6 separate regions of the Mus musculus genome follow, and all the other regions are linked to region 1. A link is a contact called in public ChIA-PET, Hi-C and HiChIP or PLAC-seq data. All regions are on one chromosome and are shown on one strand. The core of a region is the stretch at or near the end of the contact, and the rest is flanking DNA. Distances in the headings are between cores, read along the strand shown.

Evidence for each region. Hi-C and Micro-C count contacts between places; a contact is called where the count stands out from the background. ChIA-PET counts read pairs in DNA pulled down with a chosen protein or histone mark. HiChIP or PLAC-seq counts read pairs in DNA pulled down with a chosen protein or histone mark.
Region 2: an RNA polymerase II ChIA-PET map of memory CD8 T cells shows a contact between it and region 1, with 7 read pairs. The contact joins the enhancer-like site here to the promoter of Zcchc9 in region 1. A contact is called at or near these places in 1 of 39 promoter capture datasets (cranial neural crest) and 4 of 115 datasets of contacts at active chromatin or transcription factors (the SCID.adh cell line, bone marrow-derived macrophages, forebrain and 1 more).
Region 3: a contact with region 1 is called in an HNF4G HiChIP or PLAC-seq map of pancreatic cancer cells. The contact joins the enhancer-like site here to the promoter of Zcchc9 in region 1. A contact is called at or near these places in 1 of 39 promoter capture datasets (the 3T3-L1 cell line), 1 of 484 Hi-C or Micro-C datasets (cerebral cortex) and 4 of 115 datasets of contacts at active chromatin or transcription factors (craniofacial prominence, embryonic stem cells, microglia and 1 more).
Region 4: a contact with region 1 is called in a Hi-C map of nephron progenitors, with 5 times the contacts expected there. The contact joins the enhancer-like site here to the promoter of Zcchc9 in region 1. A contact is called at or near these places in 5 of 39 promoter capture datasets (embryonic stem cells, liver, neural stem cells and 1 more), 17 of 484 Hi-C or Micro-C datasets (B cells, CD4 T cells, CD8 T cells and 10 more), 6 of 115 datasets of contacts at active chromatin or transcription factors (bone marrow-derived macrophages, forebrain, memory CD8 T cells and 3 more) and 2 of 9 other capture datasets (adipose tissue and liver).
Region 5: a Hi-C map of Th1 cells shows a contact between it and region 1, with 2.5 times the contacts expected there. The contact joins the enhancer-like site here to the promoter of Zcchc9 in region 1. A contact is called at or near these places in 3 of 484 Hi-C or Micro-C datasets (CD8 T cells, Th1 cells and uterus), 3 of 115 datasets of contacts at active chromatin or transcription factors (bone marrow-derived macrophages, embryonic forebrain and embryonic stem cells) and 1 of 9 other capture datasets (adipose tissue).
Region 6: a Hi-C map of cortical neurons shows a contact between it and region 1, with 2.4 times the contacts expected there. The contact joins the promoter of Rasgrf2 here to the promoter of Zcchc9 in region 1. A contact is called at or near these places in 1 of 39 promoter capture datasets (hippocampal neurons) and 2 of 484 Hi-C or Micro-C datasets (cerebral cortex and cortical neurons).

What each region holds. Positions count from the first base shown.
Region 1 is chr13:91,806,423-91,808,954 of GRCm38.p6, forward strand. It overlaps Zcchc9 (zinc finger, CCHC domain containing 9), which reads right to left and starts at 1,274. Exons shown (of 6, transcript NM_145453.2): 1 at 1,188-1,274.
Region 2 is chr13:92,292,787-92,295,318 of GRCm38.p6, forward strand. All of the region lies in intron 12 of Msh3 (mutS homolog 3), which reads right to left. Among named protein-coding and RNA genes, the nearest start is that of Dhfr, 61 kb to the right of the region's middle. Within about 2 kb of position 1,260, at least 20 of the 459 cell types and tissues checked have an H3K27ac peak or open chromatin away from gene starts, as enhancers often do. A contact at or near this core is called in memory CD8 T cells, where this site is marked.
Region 3 is chr13:92,240,372-92,242,903 of GRCm38.p6, forward strand. All of the region lies in intron 19 of Msh3 (mutS homolog 3), which reads right to left. Among named protein-coding and RNA genes, the nearest start is that of Rasgrf2, 110 kb to the left of the region's middle. Within about 2 kb of position 1,265, at least 80 of the 459 cell types and tissues checked have an H3K27ac peak or open chromatin away from gene starts, as enhancers often do. A contact at or near this core is called in pancreatic cancer cells, where this site is marked.
Region 4 is chr13:91,369,745-91,372,276 of GRCm38.p6, forward strand. It overlaps A830009L08Rik (RIKEN cDNA A830009L08 gene), which reads right to left. Exons shown (of 3, transcript NR_045161.1): 3 at 1-1,680. Among named protein-coding and RNA genes, the nearest start is that of A830009L08Rik, 17 kb to the right of the region's middle. Within about 2 kb of position 1,272, at least 412 of the 459 cell types and tissues checked have an H3K27ac peak or open chromatin away from gene starts, as enhancers often do. A contact at or near this core is called in B cells, CD8 T cells, the G1E-ER4 cell line and 18 more, where this site is marked.
Region 5 is chr13:91,483,173-91,485,704 of GRCm38.p6, forward strand. The region is part of intron 1 of Ssbp2 (single-stranded DNA binding protein 2); the gene reads left to right. Among named protein-coding and RNA genes, the nearest start is that of Ssbp2, 23 kb to the left of the region's middle. Within about 2 kb of position 1,274, at least 64 of the 459 cell types and tissues checked have an H3K27ac peak or open chromatin away from gene starts, as enhancers often do. A contact at or near this core is called in CD8 T cells and Th1 cells, where this site is marked.
Region 6 is chr13:92,130,562-92,133,093 of GRCm38.p6, forward strand. Rasgrf2 (RAS protein-specific guanine nucleotide-releasing factor 2) reads right to left here and starts at 1,267. Exons shown (of 28, transcript NM_009027.4): 1 at 646-1,267. The coding sequence starts at 933.

The DNA.
Region 1 (2,532 bases), core at 24-2,523:
AGAAATCATATGTAAATACTGTAAATGGTCCTCTTAAACCCTGCCGTCGTCCTGGCCATTTCTTTTCCTACCTTTAAACCAGTCTGCCTTCTCCCAATCTGCTTGCTTAGTTTGCCATTTCAATGCAACTACTTGCAAAGCACATTAGTAAACATACACAAGTCTTGTCCTTTCGTCTGTCTTTCCCCTGTAGATGTATAAAGGCAGTCTATAAAGTGTCTGTAGTCACATGGCAGTCTTCTCTTATTTAATGAGGGTGACTGCCATTTGCAGTCTAATGGTTTTAAGTCATTTTCTTTTTTTTTTTTTTTTTCGGTTTTTCGAGACTGGGTTTCTCTGCGTAGCCCTGGCTGTCCTGGAACTCACTTTGTAGACCAGGCTGGCCTCGAACTCAGAAATCCGTCTGCCTCTGCCTCCCAGAGTGCTGGGATTAAAGGCATGCGTCACCACGCCCGGCTTTAAGTCATTTTCAATGAACCCATTTTAGTGATCCAAATTGTAAAATAAACTTCACATTAAGAAATCTTGTTTGTTTACCTTTAATAAATGCATAATTAGAGATTTTCATTTAGAATGCAGATGTAAGCAGTTTTAAAAGGAGTGTATTTTAAGACGAATTATTTGGCTCCAACATAAAATTGAGTATTTTACTTTGCATACTACCTAGCAATTCTGAGAACAGTTTCTTTTTCTTCTTTAATGAATGAATACACCAGACACAATCAAAGGATTATTTCAACTACCGAGTTGCCACTTTCAGGGCAGCATCCAGTGTGCCAGGCAACTTAAAGCCTTGGCACCAGGAGTCTGCAACATGCTTTCAGGGCCGGTGAGTGACGCTGTATGCCACTTTACAGTGCACCGGTCCCCCGTCACCAAGAGGGCGGATCCTCCTCCCGCACACCCGGAATGTGAGACTCTGGGTGTCTGGAGGGTGACACGGGACAGCCGGACAGCCCTGGTGCCCCCGCACGCGCGGCATCGCTTCTCCATGCCCGCCCCAGCACTGCGACCCGCGGGCACCCTAGCAGGCCTGCGGGGCCCGCTCCCAGCAACGGAGCCGGCGATCCGACAAGCTAGCTCCCGGGCTCTGCCCTCGCGATCTCCCGCAGGAGTCCGGCCCCAGTCGGCCAAGGTAGCACAGAGGCGCCCACGCCTTAACCGGTGGTACCCGCGTAGCTCCTTACCGGGTCTGAATCCTCCAGAGCAGCTGAGACAACGAACCAGAGAAGCCCGGCCCCGGATGAGATCGCGGCCATAGAGACCGGAAGTGCACCGTCTCCACGCGTCACTTCCGGCAGGCCAAGCAAGGGAAGCGTGAGGTGTTTGTGGGTCTTAAACTGGGGAAGGTGGCTGGCTTGTGCCAGTTTGTGGGTCGTGTAGTGTTTGTTTGTAAGGGCGCTGCACTGGAGTCCCCGGACACAAAGATAATGAGCGCCCAGTCTGTGCGGTCCCAGAATGTGCAGTCTAGATGACGGAAGGACTCTTGGGAGGAAGGTCTTCCTTACACGGTCCTTTGAATTGGACAATATATTTCAATGAATTTGAAATAGTAGCGAAATAGTGAGAGAGAGAGAGAGAGAGAGAGAGAGAGAGAGAGAGAGATAGACAGAGACAGAGACAGACAGAGACAGACAGAGAGAGGGGGGGGAGAGAGAGAGGGAGAGAGAGAGAGGGAGAGAGAGAGAGAGAGAGAGAGAGAGAGAGAGAGAGAGAGAGAGAGAGAGAGAGAGAGAGAGAAAGAGAGAGAGAGAGAGAGAAAGAGAGAGAGAGAGAGCCGAGGCTCCGCAGTGTCAGCGCACCAAGAGAGTCGCTGAGATGCAAGTCTGAAGAGACCTTCGGAGCACCTATTGCTTCTGAGTGGTACTTCATGATTGCCCTGCCTGGCGTTAATTCACAGTTGGTGGCCGGAGTTCATTTTTCAATAAAATTCTAGTCCTCCGTCCTATTAGTGCTCCCCCGCCCTCCCTCGCTCGGGAAGCCTCCCCCAGGTTTGTTCAGTGAGAAACGGCATGGACGTACACATTTAGTCCTCCATCAGGCTCTGTTTATTTTGCCTCTTAAATATTTGATCCACTGCCTCTTCTCGCCTTTTGTCTCTACTGACTGTCCCGTTCGTTCCTTGTCTCAGCTTTCACTGTGTTGGCCCGAATTTTTGCAGCTCATCTGGGCAGACGTTTTTGCCCAGATGTTTTACACAAGTGAACTTTTGAAAATATAAGTCAGAGCGCCAGATCCAATTGGTGTCTTCCAGACTAAACCCCTTCCATCTTTTCTCAATGTTGAGATGATATTCAAACTCTGGAAGAGCATTTGTTACAATCTCTGTCCTATTTAAGCTCTGTACGAAGGGGCCTTCTCCCATCTTCTTTTTGTTTAGCACCAGGATTTACATACGCTGTTCTGCTTACATAATACTCTGGTTTCTTTAATTATGTTCTGTTTCAAGTCTTCCAAGATTTTATTCTTATCTAAGCCTCTGAAACATCCTCTCCCAGGCCATGCTTTTTGATTCTTTTCACAGAGGATTGT
Region 2 (2,532 bases), core at 10-2,509, 490 kb after region 1:
GGCACTCAGGACACACTTATCCCTCTCCCTCCCCTACAAACAAGCAGACAGGGCTCTGTGGACGGACACACGTGCTTCCTTCTTCCCCTCCCTCTGGCACTGTCCAGGGTGACCTAGGGACTCATACGGCATCCCAGAACATCTGTGACATCACACTTCTATCCCACTCTAAACCAGAAAGACCACATTGGTTTTTAAACTATGGAAAGACCTTGGGTTTTTAATGTAATGAACATATAAATACATTACTTTCACTGTTAGAACCACCGAATTTGGGAGGTCCTGTTAGTAGCTGGCTTCAATAACCAACATACTACCTTTAGTGATCAATGATGGCTTAACACGTATGTACACAACAAGAACATGACATTGAGCTTCCTAAATTCTCAGGACTTCCCCAGAACAGCTCATTAAATAAAGGAGCATTTTGACTGAGCAGTGGTGGCGCACGCCTTTGATCCCAGCACTTGGGAAGCAGAGGCAGGCAGATTTCTGAGTTCGAGGCCAGTCAGGGCTACACAGAGAAACCCTGTCTGGAAAAAACCAGAGAGAGAGAGAGAGAGAGAGAGTGAGTCAGAGAGAGAGTGAGTGAGTCAGACAGAGAGGGAGACAGAGAGAGAAACAGAGAGACAGAGAGAGACACAGAGAGAGAGAGAGACAGAGAGAGAGAGAGAGAATGCTGCCCACCTGTACAGGCAGCATTCACTGGGTAGTGCTGCTGCTGCTGCCGACTTGATATGGAATGACACACGATCATCATCTATTCCTCAGTAAGGTTCTCCTGATATCCCTACACAAAGAAAATGCAGGAAGCAGAAAATCCAGAATGACCTAGATAGATCCCACGTGGGAGGGCCGTCCTCAGAGCCTGCAAATGGGCCGATTACAACTATTGCTGTATGTGTCCAAGCAAGGAATTTGACAGAGTTCCCTCTACACAGATGGGCTTGGGTGTGAATCGTGCTTTCACCTGATTACTGATGGTGGCAAAGCATAGCAGCAGCACCATTTTTAATTTTTTGTAATTTTGTTTTGTTTTTGCAAAATAAATAATACATGGAAAGTTTTCATTTTTTCTTTCATAAAGAACACAAATGACCAAAAACCACTAGCATGGAGTATAAACCAGTACAGCCATTTTAGAAATGAATCTAGAGGTTTCTTTAAAAATTAGAACTAAAACTCCCATATGGATGGCCCAGCTGTAGTACAGTCTATCATACCACAGACAGCAGTACAGCCGTATGCACCGCTGCTACTCACAACAGTAAGGAAACACAAGCAGCCGTGATCAGACAGGAAATGCAGTTCACGCACACAAGAGTGTGATTTACCCAAAAAGGAAATGTGTAGGGAAATGGGTGAAATGGGGGAAAAAAAAGTACTGAAAAAGGCAGCCCAGTCTCAGGACAAAGACAACACGCTCTTTCTCACAGCAGATGTTGGCTTTACCTCTGTCTGTTTAATGTGGAGAACTGAATACCTGTGGAAACCAGGAAACTGGGGACTGTGGCACTTTAAGAAAGGGAGAGTGGAAAAATATAAATTAAAATAAAGTAGGAAGGAGAAAGTTGAAGAGCCGGGAAGTTTCCGCAGGTATTGTAGAGCTGCAGAAACAAGAGGAGCATGGAGAAGGGTTAACCCAAATGAAGGAGTACTAAAAGGTAATATAGGGAGAAAAAAATCTTGTAATCCAAATAGAAAAACTCAAAAGACAGACTAAAGGAAGTTAACATGCTGCGAGAAGCAGTGGGTTAAAAATTAAAGTTCCCAGTCCTAGTTGTGGTGTATTTCAATTGGAGCTAGTTAGAGGAAGGAGGCCAGCCCCCGCCCCAAAACATGGCCACTTGTCAGTACTCTTAATTATAGACCAGAATGAGAAAACAAACAAACAAACAAACAACAGACAACCTATTGCCGAGGGCACTGCATATGTTGGTTACAAGACAGAGAAAACCAAGCTGGATCTGAGGTGGAAACTAACGCCCTGTAAGAAGCATCCCAAGTACTGGAAGGCACCATGCAAGTTGCTGAGGGTAAGGGTAGAGGGCATGGATTGTCATATCGAGCTGTGAAGCCGACGAACCACAAAACCAAAGTGCCATACAATACGTGTCTACCTGTGCAATAGCGGCAAGACTGTTGTGAGGTAACCAGCTGCTGCTCTCAGTCGATTGGATCAAGTCCATAAGACCCATGCCTGGTATTATAAGTCCAGTTAATTATCTGTCTTAGAGTTTCTACTGCAGTGATAAACAGAGTGACCAAAAGCAACTTGGGAAGGACTTGTCCTTCGTGAAGGGGTTCAGACCAGGTTCTTATGTTAGGAACCAGAGGCAAGAACTCATGGAAAAGCCATGGAAGAGTGCTGCTTACTGGCTCGCTCCCCAGCTTGCTCGGCCTACATTTTTACAGCTCACCCTAGGGGACACAGCACTCACAGTGAACTAGGCTCTCCTACATGAATCACCTGCCTCACAGACTTGTCCACAGGCCAATCTTGTGAGGCTATTTTCTTAATTGAGTTACTCA
Region 3 (2,532 bases), core at 15-2,514, 430 kb after region 1:
GTATGAGACAGTCACAGCTATGTTTTAGAAAGATAAATAAAGCCTGCGGTGGTGGCATGACAGGGTTACACAGAGAAACCCTGACTCGAAAAAACCTAAATAAATAAATAAATAAATAGGACAAAAAAAAAATTAAAAGGTAAATAAGAGGCCAAAATGTGTAGAACATTTCCATTCTACCATGTTAGGTCCTCCAAAAAGAAACTCATCCATAAAATGGGAACTACATAAATGAGGATACCACTGTCTAATAGGATGCAAAGCCTTATCTACAGGAACCTGGCATACAGTAGGGGAAATCATCATTCTGTGGGAGTACTTTCCCTTGATATCTTTGATTCAGCCCTCTATTATTTACATAAGGTATCAAAAAAACCAAAAGGTTTTCTATCATTGGGATGAACAGGAATGGTATAAATAAATAAATAAATAAAGTCCTGTAAATCACTTACAATTACAGGCCAAGAAGAAGGTAACAACACCTCAAGCTATTCTTTAAAAGAATAACTATGAATCAAACATGGGCTGCTGTGCCAGCAAAAGTGGTTTCTGCAAGAGAGTTTGCACAGGCTGATATGTTTTGTAGGCCTCAGTTTTTTATCCATAAATTAAAGACAGGTAAACTAAATGCTCTCAACCTAAATTCAGTTATAGGACATAGACAACTATACCAGAGCAGAGGTTCTATACTCTACCCAAAGATTCACCTGCACACACCCAGAAGAGCGAGGCTGGGCAAGCCATTGGCATCAGCTGTGTGGGTAGAGAGGCAGTTACTATGGAATAGAATGTTCCAGAACACCCCTATATTTGAGGAGCGAGCTCAGACAAAAAATTAGCTTTTCAGCTCACTAAACTCAACTGCTTTCAAGTGACCAATGGCATATTCTTTTTTTTAAAATAGAGATATTTTTAAAGATTTATTTATTTTATGTATATGAGTGTTTTGCTTACGTGCATATATGCTTACCACACATGTATGTATATATATATATATATATATATATATATATATATATATATATATATATGCCTTGTGCCTGTGGAGGTCAGAACAGAGTATTAGATTCCCTTCAATTGGATGGCTGTGAGCCATCAGGTGGGTTCTGGGAAACGAATCTAGGTCTTCCGAAAGAGCAGGAAGTGTTCTTAATAGCTGAGTCATCTCTCCAGACCCAAATGGCATTTTTCTAATCAACCCTAAAGGACCTCCAATAAGAGGCAGTATAAACACCAGCAGGAGACACAGCAGTGATGAGTCACCAGGCACTGACACATAACTACTTCCTGTGTCCACCTCTGTTGCTGCTCTGTAGGCAGCTGTCAAGGCTCTCGGCAAGCCTTTCCGGTGTTCCTTTACCACAGTCCACTCTCTGTATGACAGACAAAGTGACAGTCTTAATAACTAAGACAGAACTTGTTTTTCACAAAAAGCTGTCACTTCCACAGACTCTCAGAGCACTGAAAATGTGTCCAAGTGTCACAGTCAAGGCTGACCTGCCTTTCTTTTCCTTCCCCTCCCCCTCCTTTTATCTTCCTTTCTCAATGCCACCCTGCACTCTCTTAGCTTATACATAACAAACATTTATTTCCCCATTCTGGATGCAGAGAAGCCCAGGATCTGTGTCTGTGCACATAGCCAACTTCTGGCTGGGTGCTCACAAGGCTAAAGGGGCACATGAACCCTCTCGGGCCCTTTCTTAAGGGTACTAATCCTATGCAGGAGGATCCTCTCTTACAATCTAACCAACTCCAGTGACTGGAAACAGTCCTTACCACCGTCAACTCGGTGCTCAGGATTTCTAAGAGTGACTCTGGAGGGGACACAAAGATTCCGATGGCGCAGTGCATCTTCTCAGAAGCCCGAGCTAACCATGGCACCTGCTTTGGCCCACTGCTCCTTGCACAGATGACTGCCTCTTTTCAGAACCTGCCCTAGACACAGCACAGATGCAGCAGGCGTTCTTGGTCTCTTTGCCTGCTTTCTTACTTAGTCCACCTGTCTACAAGGTTCCTCTGGTGCCAGAAGACTTATTTTTGCTCTTCAGTGACCAGCCAGGAGGTTGGCTATAAGATTACTCCTGCCTCAAAGCCTTTCCACAGGTCTGGGCAGGACAGACGTCCCTTAACCAGGGTCACATTTTCATTTCCTCTCTGAAATGACTTTTCCTTGACCACTTGTTATTACCATCTCACTGCTAGAAAGTTCCCATGGTAGATGTTTCATAGTCAAATGTGGTACCAAGGGTAACACATTTGTGGTACAAAGGTAGATATTACAAATATTTATCACATTTACATTTTAAAAGCAATGTCTGTACTACTTATAAAAATAGGGAAGATATAAGTCCTTTCCCCATCCCAAGATGTCAGAGTAAGGAAGATAAGTACTAAGAACTGCACACACCCATCTAACGTGCTCATCTACCTTCTGGTTAGGATTGTTATCTGAGATAACACACATCATAGGCTTCCAGATACATTCATTATATACCTTAAATCTGTCCAGAAGAGCAGAAGGCTGAGTGAGCA
Region 4 (2,532 bases), core at 22-2,521, 440 kb before region 1:
GTTGGATAATTTCTCTTCGGAGATGTTTATTTCCACTCAAATTTATTTTTGAGGATAGGGAAGAATACTGCTGTCTCTTCTGTGGATACGACTCCAATTCAAGGAGCCAGGCTTTGGTCTGCCCACTGTTGAGACACTGGACCCTTGTGGTTACCCGTGTATAACCTTGGAAATGGGGGGGTATCACCCCCATTATCTAAGGTCCTGGATTTGAATGCAGTAGCTCTAGCCCCCAGAAATTAAATCCAAAGTCAGGATCAGCAACTCCTTTCATCAGCCCCTTGCTGGAAAAACTGTGGTGCCCAAGCTTCAAGAAGGCCCATTCCCTCTCAGTTCTTTCAGGCCCACCCAAACTGAGCAGGATGGAATGTCTAAACGTATGTATGAAAGGGAAAGGGTTCATCCCAGCTGCCTTGTCCACTCCTCACCCTAGCTTTGGGGGTAGCACCAAGCATCTAAGTGGGGAGCAACTGTAAACCACAAACACCCAAACCAGGTGCCTGGCAACTTAAACTATAGAGGAGAGCTGAAAGGGCACGGAGTCTGAAGTTTAGAGAGTTCATCTTGGTATCTGAACAGACCCACTAAGGACAGAAATGGTTATATCCCAGGATTCCCCTTGTGTGGCAGTGTGAAGTCTCAAAATTCATTTTATGACCTCAACGCCCTTTATTCCGAAAAAGGTTTAAACGTCCTGTAAGAGTTTTAAATGCACAGTGGGCATAGGCGGTGGGGAGGCACTCTTCTACTTTGCCTAGCCACTGCTTTCAAATAACCTTTGTGGCGGGGCTAGGATGCAAAGCCACCTTCGCCCAACTGGTGCAACCTCAAAAACAAGCGGAAGCCAACAGGCTGCAGGACCAATCTGCCGCTCGGCCCCAGTTCTCTCTGCAAGCCCTCCAGCCTCCAGCCCCAAGTGCCCCGCAGCCCCTTTCTCACTGCCCACTCGAGCAGGTCCCTGCCCCCCGCCCCAACCCAGCCTCTAGAAACCCACAGTCGCTCTCAGAGCCCACCAGCAAATTCCCAAAAGCCCCCAGCCTTTCCAGGAAAGAGAGAGGGGGGAAAAAAAAAGACCATGACATCACGGGCAGGTTTATTTGGGTTTGTTTGTTTGCTTGTTGGCTCGATTAAATACTCGTGGAAGGTGAACGTACCCCACACAGGAGAAGTTTGATGTTGACAAACTTCTGGTGGCAGCGAGACTGTGTCAGCACAACTTCCGGGATAATGAGAGCTGCTTTGCAGGGAGCGCGGCAGCGGCGGCGGGAGGCTGCCACAGGACGGAACAGCAAATGCTATTCAGCCCGAGCAGTTTCAAGCCGCCCGAGCTGGGGAATTACTGTAGTCGAGCTTCGGCTCTTACCACCGGCGCTGGATCTGGGCGCGCGTTAGGGGGGGAAGCTGCAGGCACAGGGCGCCGAGAGGGGAGCTTTCAAGTTACTTTGCTCCTTGCCTGCACCCGGCAGAGGCTTGCAGGCTGCGTGGTAACTGCAAACATCTTGTTCCCTGCTTCTTTGGGCGGCTGCCCTGGAACCAACCAACTTTTCTCTCCCCCAAAACTCCCTCTTTGTTTCAAATAGGACTCTCCAAAATTTATTCTTGGGAAGACTGACAGCCGGGGTCAAGAAACAGCTGTTGAAGTTAATGTTTCTTCCTCCCACTTCGTCTGATGGTTGTGCCCTGCCAAGACAAAGTGAGAGGCACTGCCTGGTGGCTTCTTTAAACAGACATGCATTTAGCCACCCCCCAAAAAAATGTTTTAAAATGAGGCGGGGAGGGGCACGGGGGCAGTATATTTTCCTGCCTCACATACAATCTGATCAGAAATGCAACAGCATGTGTCTTTCAACTTGTGTTGATTACTTGCTGAAAAGATGCAGCAGATTTTAGTTTTGAGCACTTTGGGCATCAGGGGTGGGGATGAAGGTAGGGGTGATTGGCACTTTACATTTTAGTAAAGGGGATTTTTTTTCCCTTCGGGCCAGACCCACTTGACCCTCTAAGAGACAGAATGGCCTGGGAGAGGGAGAAAAGAGTTTTACTCTTTGGCAAGATGAAGTCACAATGGAAAATTCAAATTGTTGTGCACAACCAGAGCTGGCATAGAACTTGAGCAACCATTTTTATTTGGAGATGACCATAGCCTAGCTTAGGGTGCTACTGTGTCCTAATATCTTTCAGTTCTTCTTTCAGACCAGGGGCTCCTCTTCCTTTCCCTAACACAAGTTGGTCGTCACCCAGAAGGTATTCTAGAGCAGGGGGCTCTCTTCAGGGTGAAGGTGGACTAGGTAACCTTGCATCTCTTGACATTCAGAGAGCTGAAGGGTTGTGAAAGGACTGCTCAGGACTGCTCAGGACTGCCCTCCTGAGAGTTGCCATGCCCTGGCTGAGCAGTGATGTAGATGGGTGAAGGGGAACGCCATTCTTCCCACACCGGAGAACTAACCACTGTGCCACCTGGCTTGTTCTCAGTAGGGCTCGTTGGGTCAGATCCCACGAAGACTTAAAAGGCTCCCTCTACATCACCAGGTT
Region 5 (2,532 bases), core at 24-2,523, 320 kb before region 1:
GCTTATGTTGTCTGGAAAATTCACTTCTGATGAACACTTTGCTTTCCCAATGATGCTGGTTAAACGAGGTGTTAGTATAATAAGGTGCTAATTGAATGGTGCACAGAGTAAGTGAAAAAGAAATTAAAGAAGGAAAAGTCTGTGTGCTGAAGTCATCAGGGAAACTGCTTGCAGTCGCTGTGGGACTTGGTTCATTCATTCATGCCATGGAAGGTTCTGAATACTGACCTGGTAGGAAATGTAGGGTGCAAATAAAAATAGAAAAAGACAGGTAGAGGATAATTCTTTTTGGAGAAACTAATGGTATTTAAAAATATTGTGTTCATCTGAAAGAAGCAAAGACGCCTAGCATGAGCACAAGAGAGCTTCTATATTGAAGAACAGTAGGGCATTCTTTGGAAGCTCATGAAGGTGATGGGCAGTATTTAAGCTATGTAGCATTTAACTGCTTCTGTGGTTGCCAAGAGTAGTGGCACTGTGGGACTAAATACTATTTTACGAAGCTTGAATTCCAGCAGGGGTGTTCAGCTTTAAATTACAACAGTGGATTATTGCTACGGTCAAAGGGGCAGGTCTAGTTCTGGGCTTGATTCCTCTTTCATCCATGTGTGGACTGGTAGTCCACATGCTGGACTGGTAGTCCACATGCTGGATTGGTAGCCCACATGCTGGATTGAGAGCATTTCTGAGTTTGGACTATTCCACTCTCTGCAGTTTGACTTCTGGAGTGCTTTTTGGCCAGCCTGGGTCTTGTAATTTAGTGGGTGGAAGATGTGGCGTAGGACAAGCCCTTCTTCTAAGTAAGATCTAGTTGTGACCATGAGCATTTGCTCAGGGTTTCTATTGAGCTCCTAGCATGCTGTTAGCTTTAGTAGTATAAGGTCTTGCCTTATTTAACTTGTTTAAAATGTTCTCACCTTGTTTCCATTCTCATTTGCTGCTTCTATTGATTGACATTCATAGAGGTGTTTGATGAGAGATGCCTGTGTATTTAAAAAATGTATGGTGTGGCACACATGTGTCTTTAGTCCTAGCTTTTGGGAGGCAGAGAGGCAGGTGGGTCTCTGTTATGTTTGAGGCCAGCCTGCTCTGTATAGAAAGTTCCAGGGCAGCCAGGGCTGCATATTGAGACCTCATCTCAAAATCAAACAAAATGAAACAAAAACAAAACAAAAAATAAAAAAGTTATGGTGGTGTACATGTTTATATAAATGGTGTCTTGCTAAAGATCTTGTGGTTTTTTTTTTCCTCACAACACCTTAAAATAGCTGATAAGGAAAGTGAAAGCCTTTACACACGTAGAGACTACTCTGAAGGACTTTCATGATTGGTTCTGTAAGCTCCTTGTTTGCAGCTCAGCCAGTTTTCTTCTATATCTTACTAACTGCTCCTGTCCTTGGCAGCCTCTCCTTCACAGACCTACATCTACAAACTTGAAAATTTTGAAGCAGATCTGAGAATTTTTAATGCCCAGTGTGTACATAGTTCATAATTTGTACTTGTTGACTTCTCATCTGGTTCTTTGGAGTGGCCATCTTAGTTGCCTGAAACGTCTATCAATTTGTATATACATTTGAGATAATTTGGGGATGAGACTCATTTGTAAGTATGAAGTTTAATTATTTTTCATATTAAGCATATAACCTAAAAGGTGATTTAAGCAGTAGTTTTAGTGTAGCAGCATTTTGACATTAAGTCATCATATGAAACACATGTGGTATTTTCTGTTAATGGAAATATGTTAGTATATCCCACAGTTTGGGGCACTTCAGATGAATTGTTCTCTCATTTTATTTTATTTTATTTTATTTTATTTTATTTTATTTTATTTTATTTTTATGATGGGTGGTTTGTCTGTCTGTATGTCTGTATACCACATGTCTGTAGTATCAGAGGAGGTCAGAAGAGGGTGTTGGATCAGCTGCGACTGGAGTTATATACAGGGGGTTGTTGGCCATATGGTTGATAGAAATCACACCTTTACCTGCGGAGTCATCTCTCGTCTGCACATTTCATTTTTGGGCTAGGAATACTCAACCTGTATTACTCTGTTTTATAACAGACAGCATCTCTCTTCTTCTTTTCATTGATTCTTGGCATTTAAGAAAATATTTTCATCACATTGTTTGTTTGTTTGATTGATTGATTCATTTATTTATTTTTGTGTGCGTGCACGTATGTGTGTGTGTGATTTCACATGTAACAGCATGTGTGTGAAGGTTAGAGGACCACTCATGGGAGGCAGCTCTCTTCCTTCACCATGTGGGTCCAAGGATTTGGACTCCTCTTTTGTGAGGCTTGGTGTCAGGTGCCTGTGATGGTTAAGTGGGCTGCCTGTTTGGTATTGACCTCTCTTTTTTCAGTCTGGTATTTGCAAGTTGTCTATCATTACTTCAGCTCTCATCTCTGATGACCAGTGAATTTGGGTCTCTTCACATCCTCGTTGTATCTGTTACTGCCTTCCTTGCTGGGTTTCTGTCTAGAAGAGTCCCCTATTCAAACAGCTCACCATGCTCAGACCTCTGCTTCATG
Region 6 (2,532 bases), core at 17-2,516, 320 kb after region 1:
TAAACATAAACTCAGGGACAAATGCTAATTCTTGGGAGACAGTGTCTTTATGCTGACCTCGGTGGGCAAACATTCTCAAGACCTAAACTACAACGCATGATTGACAAGGACCAACAAACGCGTCCGTCTTGGTAGTGGGATTGGTGCCCAGAACTACGGGTAAGCCATCACTGGCAGGTAAAGAACTCTGCCGGTCCGGAGCCAGTGAAAAAAGAAACCAAACTTTCCGAAATAGGGTAGTTTGGTCTCACCAAACCAATCTAAATCCAACAGGTGTCAACAGACACTTGCCACATTAAGGTCTAGAACAGCACGGAGTGGTTAGGGAAGAAACTGAGAGAAATCTGACCTAACCTCTAAGAGGATTGCGAAGGAATAAATAAATAAATAAATAAATAAATAATAAAAACCAAAACCTAAGCTAAGCTAAACCAGCCTGGTCTCTAGCCCAGCTGGTCGCTAGGTGGTGGGGTTAAAGGATGGTGGTGTCAGAATCTCTCTGCTCACTCACAGGGACATGCGTTGCTACAGGGTCTCCAAGCACTTGTCCCTGCGCTGTCAGCTGTCCACCCAGCACCAGAGTCGGACAAGCAAGACAGCGAGGCGTCTGGGGTTGGAAGCCAGGGAAAGGAGGGTTCGAGGTACCTGCTTGTCCAAAGCGTCCCGGGCGCCTGCGGGTCCTGCGTTGGTCCTGGGTGGTGCAGGCGTCCGCTCACAGCTGCAGCCCTCTAGAAGGTACATGCCCGCTGGCCGGCCGCTCTGCTCGCCTTCGAAGTAAAAGAGCACATTCTGGTAGAGAGCGAACCACTTCTCGTGCCAGCGGCTCGCCTCTGCAGCCTTCTTGCTCAGGAAGCCGCGTTTGGTGCCCTCCTTGCGCGCCAGCATGGCCAGGTACAGGGCGTGCCCCTCGTTGTAGCGCACGCTCTTCTGCATGGCGAGGGCGCGGAGGGCGTTCGAGTCGTAGCCTCAGCTTCTTGGCGGGGTCATCGCAGATTGCCCTCCGGGAGGACGCACCGCAGACTGCCTGCCACGGGGCACCCCGCTCGCCGCCCAGACCTAGGGCGCCTATCCGGGCTGGAGCACCAGCACCGTCTCCTCCCCGACCGCGCCCTCTCCGGCCCCCGACGCCTCCTGTTCCCCGGAAGCCCGGTGACGAGTGGCCCTCCGAGGGCGCCCGCACCAGTGTCACTCCACCCGAAGTATTGCGGGAGCCCAGCCTCTGCGGCGGGCTGCGCTATGCTATGAGGCGCGCGGCAGCCAGAGGACTGTCCTCGGGCAACGCGCTCCGGGAGACAGAAGGTAAAACGTCACGTGGGAGATCAGCAGTAAGCGGCTTGGAGACCGATTTAAAGGGTAAAGCCGGCGCGGTGGCGGCCGCGGAGGCGCTGCGTGCTCACCCCAGCGCACATCCTTCAGTCGCCTGCCAGGACCCTGGCCTCTGCTTCTGTCCAGGCCAAGCCTGGATGGGGCAGATCGCCCAGGAGGAGCAGGAGCGAGCTTGGTAGCGCCCAGTCGCTCACAGCACAAACACTCACAAATGTGCTCTCATGCATACACAGGCAAACGCACACTGAACATACACATGGAGACTGAAGCATGCACACAAACACACAACGCTCATATTCGCGCACAAAATCACACATGCACCCAAATACAATAAGCACAGGCATACAAGCATACATGCACTCACAACATAAATTACCAAATACTCTTTAATCCAATGCTCACAGTCATACACATAAGACTGCAATGTACAGTCATGTATAGCACATTCCTAGGCACACAGATATACATTCACAATTACAAAAGTACATCCACAGTATGCACTTCTGAAAAACGCAAACCTACAAATTTGTACTTAAGCAGGCAACTACATATATCTACATATCTTAGTGCTATCTCAAACACCCTAATATTTACTGTACTCAGTGCATACACATTTATAATCATATACACATTCACACAATCACCAGAAAAACATACACCTAGACAGAAACACACACACACACACACACACACACACACACACACACACATACACTGGCCTTTTCTGTCACATACACACATGTTCACAAACATGCATTTACATGCAAATGTGCATTCATAAACATACTCATCAGACATGAGCACTTACAGACAGGACACAGACAGATGTATGGGCACTGAGAGGCACACATGTTTACAGCTCATGTGCCAGAACTCACACTCACAAAAAGGATCAGTAGCAGCAAATGGAGTCACAAGGTGACTTTGCATAAACCACAATGTTGGCTTTTCAGCTTCTACCGGCACTGTAGAGATCAAAACTAGCTGTGGCTGTTGATAGGAGAAGTCGAGTGTTCCCTGAAAGCCAGCAAATGTCAATTACTTTTGGACACCTGTTATGTGATTATGATTTTTTTTAAAAGCCAAATGTTCAGTATGCCATTTTAAATAAGGAGAGAGGGGATAACCTTATCAGGGAAAGTGCTGTCAGGGCAGACACTGTCCTCAGAGGCCAAACTGTCACACACAGGCTGAGCAGAGTTCCTT